Linked DNA regions of Mus musculus: region 1 is linked to region 2. The links are chromatin contacts, called in public HiChIP or PLAC-seq maps. All regions are on one chromosome and are shown on one strand. The core of a region is the stretch at or near the end of the contact, and the rest is flanking DNA. Distances in the headings are between cores, read along the strand shown. Region 1 has its middle 32 kb from the start of 4930598F16Rik. Region 2 has its middle 140 kb from the start of Fam174a.

Region 1 (6,882 bases), core at 1,933-4,432, 300 kb before region 2:
TCTGCTTTCTCTGGAGATCTCTAGACAGCTCTGTTCCTGTCTTCTGCTACATACAGTTCTCCAAGGAGTACTCTCTTGCTACTCTAAAAAATTCTCTGGACAGCTCATTGCTCTCTATGCTATCCTCAAAACAGTTCCCCAAGCAGTTCTCTTGCTATTCTAAAATTGCTCTCTGAATAGTTCACCTCCTGAAGATCATAGGCCCAGTCTTTCATTTGACATACCAATCCAGTCATTTACTTCAGGTTTTCTTTGATTATCCTAAGAATCAGCATCTAGCTACCCGAGCCCCTCAATTCTTAGGAGACAGCAAGCACAGATTCTCTTTTAATATTACAAAATAATTTTTTTAGGTTTTTTCGAGACAGGGTTTCTCTGTAAAAGATTTATTTAGTTATTATATATAAGTACACTGTAGTTGTCTTCAGATACCCAAGAAGAGGGCCTCAGATCTCATTACATATGGTTGTGAGCCACCATGTGGTTGCTGGGATTTGAACTCAGGACCTTCGGAAGAGTAGTCAGTGCTCTTACCCGCTGAGCCATCTCACCAGCAAAATAATTTACAGATCTGCCTGGCTCTATTAAACACAGACAACATGAACTAATCAGTACCCCTGAGCTAGTGTTTCTAGCTGCATATGTAGCAGAAGATGGCCTAGTTGGCCATCATTGTGAGGAGAGGCCCTTGGTCTTGCAAAGATTATATGCCCCAGTACAGGGGAATGCCAGGGCCAGGAAGCAGGAGTGGGTGGGTTGGGGAGCAGGGTAGTGGGAGGGTACAGGGGACTTTCGGGATAGCATTTGAAATGTAAATGAAGAAAATAGCTAATAAAAAATGTTTAAAAAAAAAAAACACACACACACAAACAGAAGGTAAACTAGCTGGGTGGGACCCTGTCCTGAAATTACCATTTCTATCACAGCTGTGCCAGTCCCTTGCTGTCTTGAAGTCAGGAATCTGCCTGCCTTTGTATTCTGACTAACTGCTTCATAGTCTAGCTACCTCCATTCCCTTATATTCCTGAAGGTCCCAGCATTCATCATTTTGCTGAAACATTAGCCCTACTTTCACCTCCTGGACTCATGCTGTCTGATTGCATGGAGTCATTAATGTTAACCAGGAGAACATTCCTTGAAGAAGAAATATAAAACATGTACATTATTATGCAAACAAGCCTTATGCCCTAGGCAGCTAATATACTTGCCAATATATTAATACAATACTATTTTATCCTTTTGTCAAAAACAGATTCTTTTCTTATCCTGATTATGGTTTTTCCCTCTAACTATTTCTCCCTGTTCCTCTCTCACCTCAGTTCTTATACATTGTTCCCATCACTCATTAGAACAGAACAGATTTTTAAGAGACAATAATAAAATATAATGAAATAAAACAAAAACTATAACAGTGGAGTCAGACAAAGCAAATCAATAGAAGGTAAAGAGTCCAAGAGAAGAAATAAAAATCAGAGACACACTTGTTCACACACTCAGGAATCCCATAAAAACAGAAAACTGTAAGGCATAATATATATCCAAGGACTAGGCCTTGTGTGTGCTGCTTCAGTTTCTTTGGAGTCATATGAGCTTTGCTGTTGTTGATTTAGACTCTAAATTTTAGAGTATCTTGTTTTCTTGCTGTCCTACATCCCTGTCTTAGTCAGGATTTCTATTCCTGGACAAAACATCATGACCAAGAAGCAAGTTGGGGAGAAAAGGGTTTATTCAGCTTACACTTCTATAAAGCTGTTCATCAACAAAGGAAGTCAGGACTGGAGCTCAAACAGGTCAGAAAGCAGGAGCTGATGCAGAGGCCATGGAGGGATGTTCCTTACTGGCTGGCTTCCCCTGCCTTGCTCAGCCTGCTCTCTTTTAGAACCAAGACTACCAGCCCAGAGATGGCACCACCCACAAGGGGACCTTCCCCGCTTGATCACTAATTGAGAAAATGCCTTGCAGCTGGATCTTATGGAGGCATTTCCTCAACTGAAGTTCCTTTCTCTGTGATAACTCCAGCCTGTGTCAAGTTGACACAAAACTAGCCAGTACAATTCCCACTGACTCTTTCATTCCTTCTGCCTCCTCTTCTGCAGGATTCCCTGAGCTCTGAAACACCCTGTTGACCTCTGAGTTTATAAAGTGTCTCACTCTGCATAGTGTATTTACAACTCTTCCTTTCTGCTGTAGGAGAAGGCAGTCTGTGAATATTGTAGTATTCCATTAGCAATCATTTTATCACTACTTGTCTTTAAGATTAGTTGTATTTGGTTTTTCCCTAGGGCCTTGGGTTATCTAGTCTCTTGTTTTAAGCAATCCAAGTTGTATAGAGTAAGGCTTCCATCTCATGGAGTGAACTTTAATTCAAATTTGATAGTGGTTGGTTACTGTCACCAGCATTGTACCACCATTGTACTAGTATATCTTGCAGGCAGTATAGATTGTAGATCAAAGAGTTTGTGACTGTTGTTTACACTTCTCTTTTAGTAGGCTAAGAGTACTTCTCTGTAAACAATATGGTAGAAGTTAACAGAAGAGAATTGGGGCAATATCCTTAAACTCATTAGCACAGTCAAAGACTTTCTGAACAGACCCATTAGTACAGGCACTAAGATCAACAATTAATTCCTGGGACTGTTTGAAACTGAGGTCCTTCTGCATGACAGAGAACATCATCATTAGAACAGAGCAGTCCACACAACTGGAAAAATATTTTTATCAGCTAGACATCCAATAGAAGGCTAATATCAAAGATATATAAAGAACTTGGGAAAGAAGATATCATCAAAAAACATATAATCTAATTTTAAAATGGGGTACAGATCTAAACAGAGAATTCTCAATAGATGAAATTCAAATGCCTGAGAAACAATTAAAGAAATGCTCAACATCCTTAGCTATCAGGAAAATTAAAATCAAAATTGCTGAAGGAAGACTCCAGACACAGATAGTATGCCAGAACAAAGAGCGTTTATTCTGCAGAAACAATCAGAATGCAGGGATCAACCAATATTTGAAATGGCAACCCCAGAGAAAGGCATGCAGGCCTTCTTATCGGGAACTGGGGGAACTCTCTAGAAGGATTGGGTAATCTAAAATTTCATTGCTGGGGGCTAGGTAGTCTCAGGTGGTCAGTAGTCTGCATTCCTCTGTCTTGAATGATTAACAATAGTATAAGATAAGGCTGCATTCTGGGATAAGCTACTTCCCCATTTTTGTGGTTATCCCCAGGCTGTTCTTTGGGAGGGGATTTTATGACCTTGTTTCTAGATTTTATGGTCTGTTCCTGGAGCTTGTGCCTTATGGTCTAGTTCCTAGAACTTATGGTCCTTCTTTTTGAAATCAGGCCTAGTCCCTAGATGGAGATAATACTTTATACTTTTGATACTTATCAAAATGGCTAAAATAAAGAAAACAAGTCACAACTCATGTAGGTGAGGGTATGGAGTAAGAGGCACACTCATCCTTTTCTGGTGGGAGTGCAAACTTGTACAGCCACTATGGAAATCAGTGTGGCCATTCCACAGGAAGATGAGAGTTGATCTACTTTAACAGCTAGCCCTGCAATTCTTCTGCATGTATCAAAAGAAAATGCTTTATTCTACCACAAGGACACTTGTCCAACCATGTCCATTTCAACATTATTTGCAATATGAAAACAACTTAGATGTCCCTCAACCAAAGTATGGATACTGAAAATATAGTACATTTACACAATAGAGTGCTACTCAGCCATCATGAACTTTTTAGGTAAATGGATAGAACTAGTAAAAAATTATCCATAGTGAGGTATCCTAAACCCAGAAAGACAAATATGGTGTGCATTAATTTATATGTGGATACTGTTAACTCAGTGATAACCAAGTGGCAATCCATAGAACTATGTGGGATGGGTATACAGTAAGGGACTATAGGATACAGAGAGATCTTGTTAGGGAAGGGAAATAGAATGGATAATTAAAGGATGGGTGGGGGAGGGTCTGGAACAGTTGATCAAATACTTTCACTACATAATTTTAGAAGCACTTTCTATTGTTTAATATTCTTTATTCATGAAGTTAGTGTATTTCTGTTCACAATAATTATCTGTATTTTCTGGATACAGAATCCTGGATTTATAGCTGTTTATCTTTTAGCATTTATGAATTATAGTGCATTTTCTTTTGTTCTCCATAATTTTTTATGACAAATCCATTTTCATTAAATTTGTTTTTCCTTGTATGTAGAATCCCCTCCCCCCACACAGCAGGCATGCACACATACACACTCACACACACACACACACACACACAAACACACACACACACAAACACACACACACACATACAAACAAAATAAATTTATAACTACTGATACCATTAAATCCCTTTTGTGTTTAGAATTCAAAACTTAACTTTTCAATGTCTTCACCCAGATTTATTTGGGTTTATATATTGATTTCATTGTATTCCATCTAAATGTTTATGTTATCCAAATTGGGTTTCAGTCATTTTTTCCTTTAACTTAACTATATATCTTCTAGTTTGCTTTCAAGAAAGCTAGATACTGGATTCAAGTTTCACCCATGTCTAAAACTGTTCAAGTCCACATCCCTATCCTCACATATACCTAATTAGAAATAAACACAATAAAATAAGGCGGAAATAAAAGGATATTCTCCTAGTATGTTTTGGGCTCAGTGTTTTTAAGCCATTATTTCAAACAAGAATTGTCTAACCAAAACTTTTGCAAAGCTTATACTTTATTCTATACTTTATACTTCCCTTCCCCCACTCTTTAACTAGATTTCTGTTGGTTCTGTTTCTTAGTATTAGTCATCTCTGGGTTGTTGCAACATTCACTTGACATTTTATCTTTTCTATCACCTGTCTAATCAGTTTCCGGAATTAGAGAAACTCTTATTAAAACACCACGGGTGACATTTGGCTGCTTGGCTGAAAATTGATACATTCTTCTCTGAATTTTCTCCATGACATTTTTGAACAAATAAAGATTAAGACACCCATTTACTGTCTTTCTGTTCTTCCCAAAATATGAAACTTCTGAAATGAGAACCATGATTAATTTTTTTGGTGAGTCTATTTCCTATTATCTAATACATATTTTTATGTCTCTCATGAGTATTTTTAATCCTTCAAAATGACAACCATATAATAGTTTTTTCTGTTCATAAGAAAGGATCTATCTGGAGTTCATTACTGTCTTTAGTATTTTCTCAGTTAACAGACTTCAATCCATTTAGATGAGCAGAAAATTGAAGGAGCAAACAGAGTTTCTACATGATCTAAATTTTATAAATGTACTATATTTTCTGACAGCTAATTAACCAACATTCATATCTAATTATTGATTAAACTTCATATATTATCTTTAGATTCACTCCATGTGCTATAAAATTTTGTTTATAAAACAGTCATCAACAAAATATAACATCTATGTCTACTATTACAATATACCTTCTCCCTATTTATTATCCCCTTCTTTCCACTTAACTCTCAGATAGATAGTTGTCTATCTATATCGTTTTTCTCAGCAGGTCAGATTGTTGGAGTGACACAGGAGTGAGCCCTTTCAGCTTCTTCACATTCATATAACAGTGTATATTTACATTTCCTCTGTGGCACTTACTTCTTGAAGAACTATTTGTTTCCAATTCTTCTTATTATTCCTTAATTAACCTCAAGAAAAATAAATAAGATTGTTTACATTAAAGCTATTTCAATGGTGGTATGAATGTTATAAAGATAGCTAGCTACATTCTGGTTCCATTTAAGGTTTGCTAATCTAGGTCTAGTTCTCCTGGCGTTTAGCCTCTCTATGATCTAACCAAGGCCTAGGATATTTCAGCTTCTGAGACTTGCTGCTGAATAAGCTTATCCTTTCTTATTCTTGCTGAATGCTGACTCTGTAAAGCTGTCCCTGTAAAAACAATTATCAATCCCACAAAATTTTCAATCTAACTGTCCTTATGAAGATCCATTGATGAGATGATCCTTCATAACTGCAGGCCTGACCATCAGTCTTTCAGCACATAGCCATTTCAGCATCTAAGTTTTCCAGCCTGCCAGTCTTATGAATGATCTGTTCTTTTCAGCCAGTTTCTTGAGCTGTTCTCATGCAGGAGAGATCAGCTTTTTGTATCATTTGGGTTGATGTCTTTCAGCATCTCTTCTATCCTTGAGTCTCTCCTTTCATGTGGAAGCTTCTATTACTTGAATCCTATCTTTATCAATTTTGATGGAACCCATAGTCTGTTATCACTGTGATTTGCTATCTTTGAGGCTCATGCACCATTCCTTTCTCCAGGTTAAAGACTCCAGATGCTTTGGGGTTTCTCCAGTATCTCTGGCTGTCCAGCTGAACTCCAAAAATTGATGCTTCCTCTGGAGACAATCCAAGGTGAGTCTAGTCTGCACTTTCTGTCATATGTGTCCTGTCCTGTGCAATGTTTCTGCAATACATATTTATGGATATAAAGATGTGTGTGTGTTTTGTTATGTGTATTTGCTTTTCCCAGCATTCATATGAAGATAGATAATGACTCCACAGAGAAAAAAAATCACCAGCTCTTAGCTCAAATTAACATTAATTTTTGTTCAATGGTGTTTAATATATATTATATAATGTGCTTTCACTGACTAGTAGAAGTAAGCACATGATGAGAGAACCGAATACTTTCAAGTCTTTCACAACATTAATGTAACATTTTAATAAAAAGAAATGATATTTCCTGTAAAATAATAAAAGAAAATAATATTAGTACAAAGTTTAACCAAAGATCTACACGTTTTGAAATTTGTTTTTCTTTTTATTTTAATATGTGCTATCTCTTTAAGGAGAATATAATCTAATACAGAGATCTTTTTGAGACCCAAAATTATT
Region 2 (6,924 bases), core at 3,892-6,391:
CACAATACTGAACTTTCACAGTAGAACACTGAATCAAAACTCATCAAAGATCTAATGTGAAACCTGAAATGCTGAATCTGCTGCAGGAAAACAGAGTCAGGACCAATCACACCTGTAGGACAGGACTTACTGAATAGAACTTGATATGTCCCCAAATTACCGCCAACAATAAACAAGAGGACATCACAAAACTAAAAAGCTTCTGTGAAGCAAAAGAAACAGTCAAATGGATGAAAAGGAAGGCCGGAAAATGGGAGAGAATGTTTGTCTGCTATACAACTGACAAAAACTCAATATCCAGAATTATGCAAAGAACTCAAAAACGAAGAGTCAGAAAAAAAAAAAGTCTCATTAGTAGAGAACAACTAAAAGTATATCAAAAATGTTCATCACTAGCAATTAGGGAAATGGAAAACAAAACAATTTTGAGACTTAAACCTCCCTTAGAACGGCCACGATCAATGGAACAATAGAACAATAGACAACAAATGCTGGAAGGGACATGGTAAGTTAAAGCAACAGATGTGCTCCTCCTTCTCTCTCTCTCTCTCTCACACACACACACTTGCACATACACGCACACACACGCACGCACGCACACACACACACACACACACACACACACACACGCATGCACGCACGCATGCACGCACATGTGACACAAATAGAGGCACATGCGCAAGTACGCATGTGCACATACACAAACTCCATGCACACACACCAATCTGTCTTCAGATCTTGGGCTCAGGATGAGAGACCAGGAGACCAGGGATGCTGTTGGGCTTCACTTCTAAAGAAAAAAATCTAAAGATAGTAGCAAATGCATCAGGGAAAACAAAATGCTCATGTCAAATATCTTGGTTAGTGAAAAGAGTGAATCAATACCACTCCCAATGAATCTGCAAAACAGAGTTCTAATGTCAGTGTAAATGCAAAATAAATAAGTTTCTGCTACTGAACAAAGAAACAGAAATAATGTACTCCTAATGGCTATGCCAAAGTTTTATTGAGACAATCAGGTCACAGGGTTGCCCCTCCTCTTTCTCTAATGTGTCATGTATGAATTCCTAGGTTTATGTTGTTTTATTCATTTATAATTCACTAACCAATTAACTGATACACATTTACTGACTATTGATACAATGTCTCATGGTCTCCTGGGACAGGTGAAAGTTCTGCACACACCAGAGTCTGAATTAAATCTAACATAGTTCTTCTCACACAGTCTCCCTACTTGATCTCTTTACCTATGATTTTCCTTTACTCTACTCAGGGTTATTATGTTTCTAATTATATAACATTTATATAAAGTTATACAATACTATATATTATAAAATTGTATTATATAGTGATAATTTGATAATTATGGGAATGGTCACCTACTATAGAAGCAAGTTAATATCACTATAAATCACACCCTATAATGTCTAGTGACAAAATACTTAGGATTTGCTATACACAATTTTTTTTTTCTGTGCACTCACCTAAATCAAGTGATTCCCAATTCCTTTGACAACAAACGTTCATCTTTTGTTTTTGCTCTTATGTCCTAAAGCAGTACCTTCCTGTGTTTGTTGAAACTAAGTGAACTGAATTGAAATGTTTAAAACACCCATTCCAAACTTGTTCTACTCAAACTGTAAGCTATCTGGAAACTTACTAAGAATTCCATTTGGGATTTCTTGTTTCTGGCTCCGGCTCTTTGAATGCATTCCAGAAAAATCCTCTTTAACTTGTATACAGAAGCTTGAAACAAGAACAGAGGTTTAAATATAGAAAACAATAGCCCTTTGGATTTGGTTTCCTGAATTCTTTTAATAGTTTCAAGTGAAAGAAGATCTTGACAGCAGGGTTCCCAATACAATGGTGTTTGGCCAAACAAAATGAACATATAAATCACAAATTTATAATCGCAGAAATGCTATTGATTTGGATAAACTATGGCTTTTAAACTTAATTTTTGTTCACAATATATGAGTTAGCAAATAGCAAATCTAAAGATATTTACAAGCTAAATAATTGTTCTGATCTTCCAGGATGGTTATCAATACCCACCATCAATTTGTTTAGGAATAGAAAAATAATCTTTAAAAATTACCTTGACAAATAAAACTTCTGTTCTGACAAGTTATCTAGATCTGTAATTGACATAATGGCAGGAGTGGATAACCACAGAGAACCTGGAACTGCCACAGGGGTAATGACATTGTCATGGGATGAGAATTCATCCTCCAAGTTGTATGTCATTCTCAAAATTATGTCTCACCACCAGGCCAAATTAAGAGATTGTTAAGAACTAAGTATGTCAAAGCAAGGCAAAAGAAATCTATGCATTCATTTTTTGCAAATGTTATTGCTACTACACGTAAGCATGCATAAGATATATCCTTAAGGTTATATACTAATAAATGTATATGTTATCAAAGTGATTCATATTGTAATAAAACAGAAAAACAAGATTTGCGACATCTGCTTTTTACAGCTCTAGACTTTAAAAAGCAAAACCTGTCTTCGCAGCTGGAATCTGCAATCAGGACACTTGGAAACCTTAAGCAGGAGGTCACTGCAAGTGTCAGCCCAGCAGAGCATTGTAGAGAGATTGAGATGGGGAGGGTGGAGTGTATGGGGAGTAGACAAAGAGAACTAGAAAGTATTAAATAAACAGTAAGCATAAAATTATAGATGTTTCTGAACATGTAAAGTACTTGTAACAAGGAGACTTGAGTTATTAAATTTCAAAGACAAACATGAGTGAATCAAGCAAAATGCAAAAATATTATTTTATTTTGCTTTTTGGAAGTATTATTCTCACATGTATTCTCATATGCAGAAGTAAAACAATGAATTCTCCAAGGACCTAAGGAAACAGACAAGGCATTTTTCCAAAACTAAGTCCTTAGGACTGTTATTATATAGGGTGGCCTTGGACTTCAGATTTTCCTGGGTCATCTCACCTTGTACATGCCTTGGCTTCCATTTTAATAGTTTACTTCCTGAAGACTGAACATTTTGTGTCTCAACTTCCTTAAAATATATTCTTAATACCAAATATTCATGGCAGTACAATATTAATCATCAGAACAGACCCATATATTTTAAATTAAAGAAATAATAAGACAGATATTGAATTAGGATAATTTGTCTAAAGCAACTGCAACTATAATAAGTAAAGGTTCCTTTTGCTTTTATTTATGTATTTTTTTAGACTTTCATATGTGAATATGGTATTTAAACCATTTCTATCCCTCTCTCTCCCCAACATCTCCTCCTTTATCTGCCTTGCTTCTGTGTCTTAAATTCCTGGTCTCTTATTCTTTAACTATTATATTTGAAATACACACACACACACTACATGTGTGTCAATTTGCACATACATTTCTATTTATATGAATTTATAAATATAACACATTGAGTATCTTTAGTGTTGCTTATAGATACAGATACAGATATAGATAGATGTAGGATAGATGTAGATATAGTGTGTGTGTGCGTGTGTGTGTGTGTGTGTGTTTGTGTGTCTTTAGAAATGACCACTTGGGATTAGGTAATCTATTGCAGAGAAGTTTGTCTCCAGAGAGGATGTAGTCTCCCTCCATCAGCAGCCATTAATTTCTTGTAGCTCTTCATTTAATGGTGTGGTCTTGTGAGATTTCCCTCTTCTATGTTTGAATGCTAGCTAGGATTATTATTTTTTTCAGGTCTTAGCAAATGCAATGTCAACACATTAGTAAGACACATATTATCAAGCTGGCTTAGGTAATAATAAATAACATTGTATGAACTTTGGTGACTCCAAGAAACAGATGATAAAACAAATCGTTTATCACAATTGATAGAACTTTTGAAGTGTTATAGGAAAGATGAAAAGGAAAAAGAACAGATCTATCTATCTATCTATCTATCTATCTATTAATCACATGAATTAAAAACAAAAACCTAAAGGATTGACAACTGGTCGACCTCATATTTATGTATTTATGTATTTATTTATTTATGTATTTATGTATTTATGTATGTATGTATGTATGTATGTATGTATTTATTTATTTATTTATTTATTTATTTATTTATTTATTTATTTTCGTTTTTCGAGACAGGGTTTCTCTATAGACCAGGCTGGCCTCGAACTCAGAAGTCCGCCTGCCTCTGCCTCTGCCTCTGGAGTGCTGGAATTACAGCTACCACTGCCCGGCGACCTATTATTATAAGTATTTATATAGAACAATTAAGAACAAAGTAGCATTTCTTGCTTTGTTGCTGATTTCTAAAAACATATAATAGTTTTAGCTTTATCATTTACTTCAAACATTAATTTGTTAATTTACTTACTCCTTATGCAAATACATTTAGAGTATGTACTGAGTGCATAATATACAGATCTGCTCACAATGCTGGCAAATTGAACAAGAAAACAGGAAAATTTAAAACTTACTGCAGCTTGTAAGTTAGTATTCCAATAGAATTAACTTAGGTTAAGTTAGAAAAAATGGTTATGATCATGTAACAGTGAACTATGACCATGAATTAGGTACCCAAAGACTGAATTGTTATAATGTTACTTCAGTGAAATTTGCATCTAGAAATAATATGTTATAGCAAGAGGACAAATATTTCATCTATGTACACAATGGTTCCTATGGTTTGCCATCATATTTCAGGTGGGGCAGGTAAGTTTGCGTTCATAAATCGTCTCAGCATTTTCCATAGAAAACATTTCAGGAAAGCTTGTGTAGGAATATTAGAATTTGATTTTTAACTCCTAATAATACGATATAATTTGTAAATTAATCACCTTCCCTTTGTCTATAAAGTTCACCTTAACACTGGAGTGACAAGAAAACCACCTGAGGGACAGTGGTCAGCACTACGCGTGAGAAGGCACAGGAGCATTTCCTCGCACAGTTTTGCATGCAGTAACACTCTGATGTTGCTTTCTCAGTTGTGGGCAGGATGTGTACTAGTAAATGGCCACAAGGAACATGATCATTTGAGTGTAAGCCTTTACAGTGTTTTCCACAGATAAACATTTTAAAAACTGATGAAAGAGGAAGGAAATTGGGTAACAGTTTGCTCTTTAAAAGCCATCAGCTTTGAATAGTTATTATCCCCAAGAAGAGGAAATTGCATCTGTGTAGCTGAAACTGAACTAATTCTGTTTACTTCCTGCTTCTGGCCTTTCTGAAGCAGAGAGGAGAAAATCTTTTCAGTGCCCTTCTCGGATGTCCACAAGCTAGAATTGTGTTTAAGTTTCAAAACAACAGCAACAACACCAAAAACCACTGGCCACACAACTAATTAAATCTGCATAGATACCATATACTTGGAGACTATAGCTTACAAAAAAGCCTATAGGCATACAAAGAATCAGGTGTATGCGGAAGCATATATGCATGAAGAGATAAGCCCAACTTTGAAAAACTCTGATAAATACTGCAGAAGAAATGCTCATCATCTATGATGAGTCTAAAGTACAAAGTATATTCACTCCTCCCACAGTTGAGCTACACAAACACATATTATCCTTAATAATGATTCAAAATGCAGGCTATTATATCTATTTTAAGTTGGCGAATCTGAATTCCAAAATGTCCTCAATGTCTCTTGCTTCAGAGAATACAAATAGTATTAATCAGAGAGTCAGAGACATGGTTTAGACCTCTCAAATTCCAAAAGCAGTGATTTTCACACATAGATAAACTACTTGCTTCAGTTTGGACAGAATTTCATCGCGATTAGCCTGTACAGTCTCAACCTTTGTGAGCAGTCCTTCATTGAGAGAAGAAAAATGTTAAAGAGTATATTTTTTATGTTGCTATTCCCTTTCTTCTGGTAGTCTTTGTTTTTATTTTTTTTAGCTACAATGATTCATGAATATAGAACATTTTGATTGGAGTACAAAAGGTCATTGATCTTTTTCTAATATCCTATCAGTACTGATATCAAAGAGAATGTGAGTCCATGACACTGAAGCCTACTGGGCAAGTGTCCTGGTTTGTATTCACCACGTATCTGGCTCTCTTCAAACTCGTTAGAAAGTCCATGTCAGAAAGATGCTATTGGTTCCATATGTGTGGAATTTATATTATCAATTCTTCTTCATGATGTGTAATTTAAATTGTTATACTGTGGTCAAAGAAGAAGTAAGCCTTAAGTTTTAGTTTATGTGAAACTACAAATTAAATGGGCTATTGGAAAGAGGAAGGCAACTTCCTTCCACAAAGACATTACTGATTTGCTTGTATCTGCTAATTGTAAACTACAATCCATGCTGTGTGTCATTTTGAAATTTTCTAGTATGGTTGCTTATAAAGTTAGAGTTTGTTGCTCTTAGTATTGTATACTAATTCTATGATCTATTAAAACATATTTGATACCTTCAACAATTATGAAAGATCTTCAATAAACATATAGTGCCTTTTTAAAAAATAGAAAACAATGTTGGCACACAGGAGATCACTTTGTTTGATATTGGGCCAGCCCCTCTGCACTTATTTAAATACACTTTGGAAAAATTGTATTTAACTTCATATGAGTGCAAAACACAGTGATTTCAAGTCAGAGTACTGTGTTGTTCAACACAGGCACTACATAAATCTGCTCAACAACATAAGCACGGTGCCTCAGAGCACTCTCGCGAATTAAATCGCCTGTTTCCTGGAGAGAGGAAAGTAAAGAACAAAATTAATAGTACAGCAACTGTATCTCAATGGGGAACTACCCTCCAGCCTGAGCCATTGCAGCAGAGAAGTTAAGGATGCTGATTTTAGTGAGTGTGTTTGCAGAAATGCCTGTGAACTCTCCAGAGTGGGGGAGAGCTGATTTTCTAGCATGTTTCTAATTAGCCTACGTAAGAGAAATGTAAGTCATGTAAAAAGCTAATTAAGTGGAATTGATGTGCACAATCTTTGTCTTCATTTTGAGCAC

What was found. HiChIP or PLAC-seq counts read pairs in DNA pulled down with a chosen protein or histone mark.
Region 1: an H3K27ac HiChIP or PLAC-seq map of the HPC-7 cell line shows a contact between it and region 2, with 9 times the contacts expected there. The contact joins two enhancer-like sites. A contact is called at or near these places in 1 of 484 Hi-C or Micro-C datasets (the HPC-7 cell line) and 3 of 115 datasets of contacts at active chromatin or transcription factors (the HPC-7 cell line, large pre-B cells and neural progenitor cells).

What each region holds. Positions count from the first base shown.
Region 1 is chr1:95,745,446-95,752,327 of GRCm38.p6, reverse strand. No RefSeq gene overlaps it. Among named protein-coding and RNA genes, the nearest start is that of 4930598F16Rik, 32 kb to the right of the region's middle. Within about 2 kb of position 3,182, at least 10 of the 459 cell types and tissues checked have an H3K27ac peak or open chromatin away from gene starts, as enhancers often do. A contact at or near this core is called in the HPC-7 cell line, where this site is marked.
Region 2 is chr1:95,449,223-95,456,146 of GRCm38.p6, reverse strand. No RefSeq gene overlaps it. Among named protein-coding and RNA genes, the nearest start is that of Fam174a, 140 kb to the right of the region's middle. Within about 2 kb of position 5,141, at least 117 of the 459 cell types and tissues checked have an H3K27ac peak or open chromatin away from gene starts, as enhancers often do. A contact at or near this core is called in the HPC-7 cell line, where this site is marked.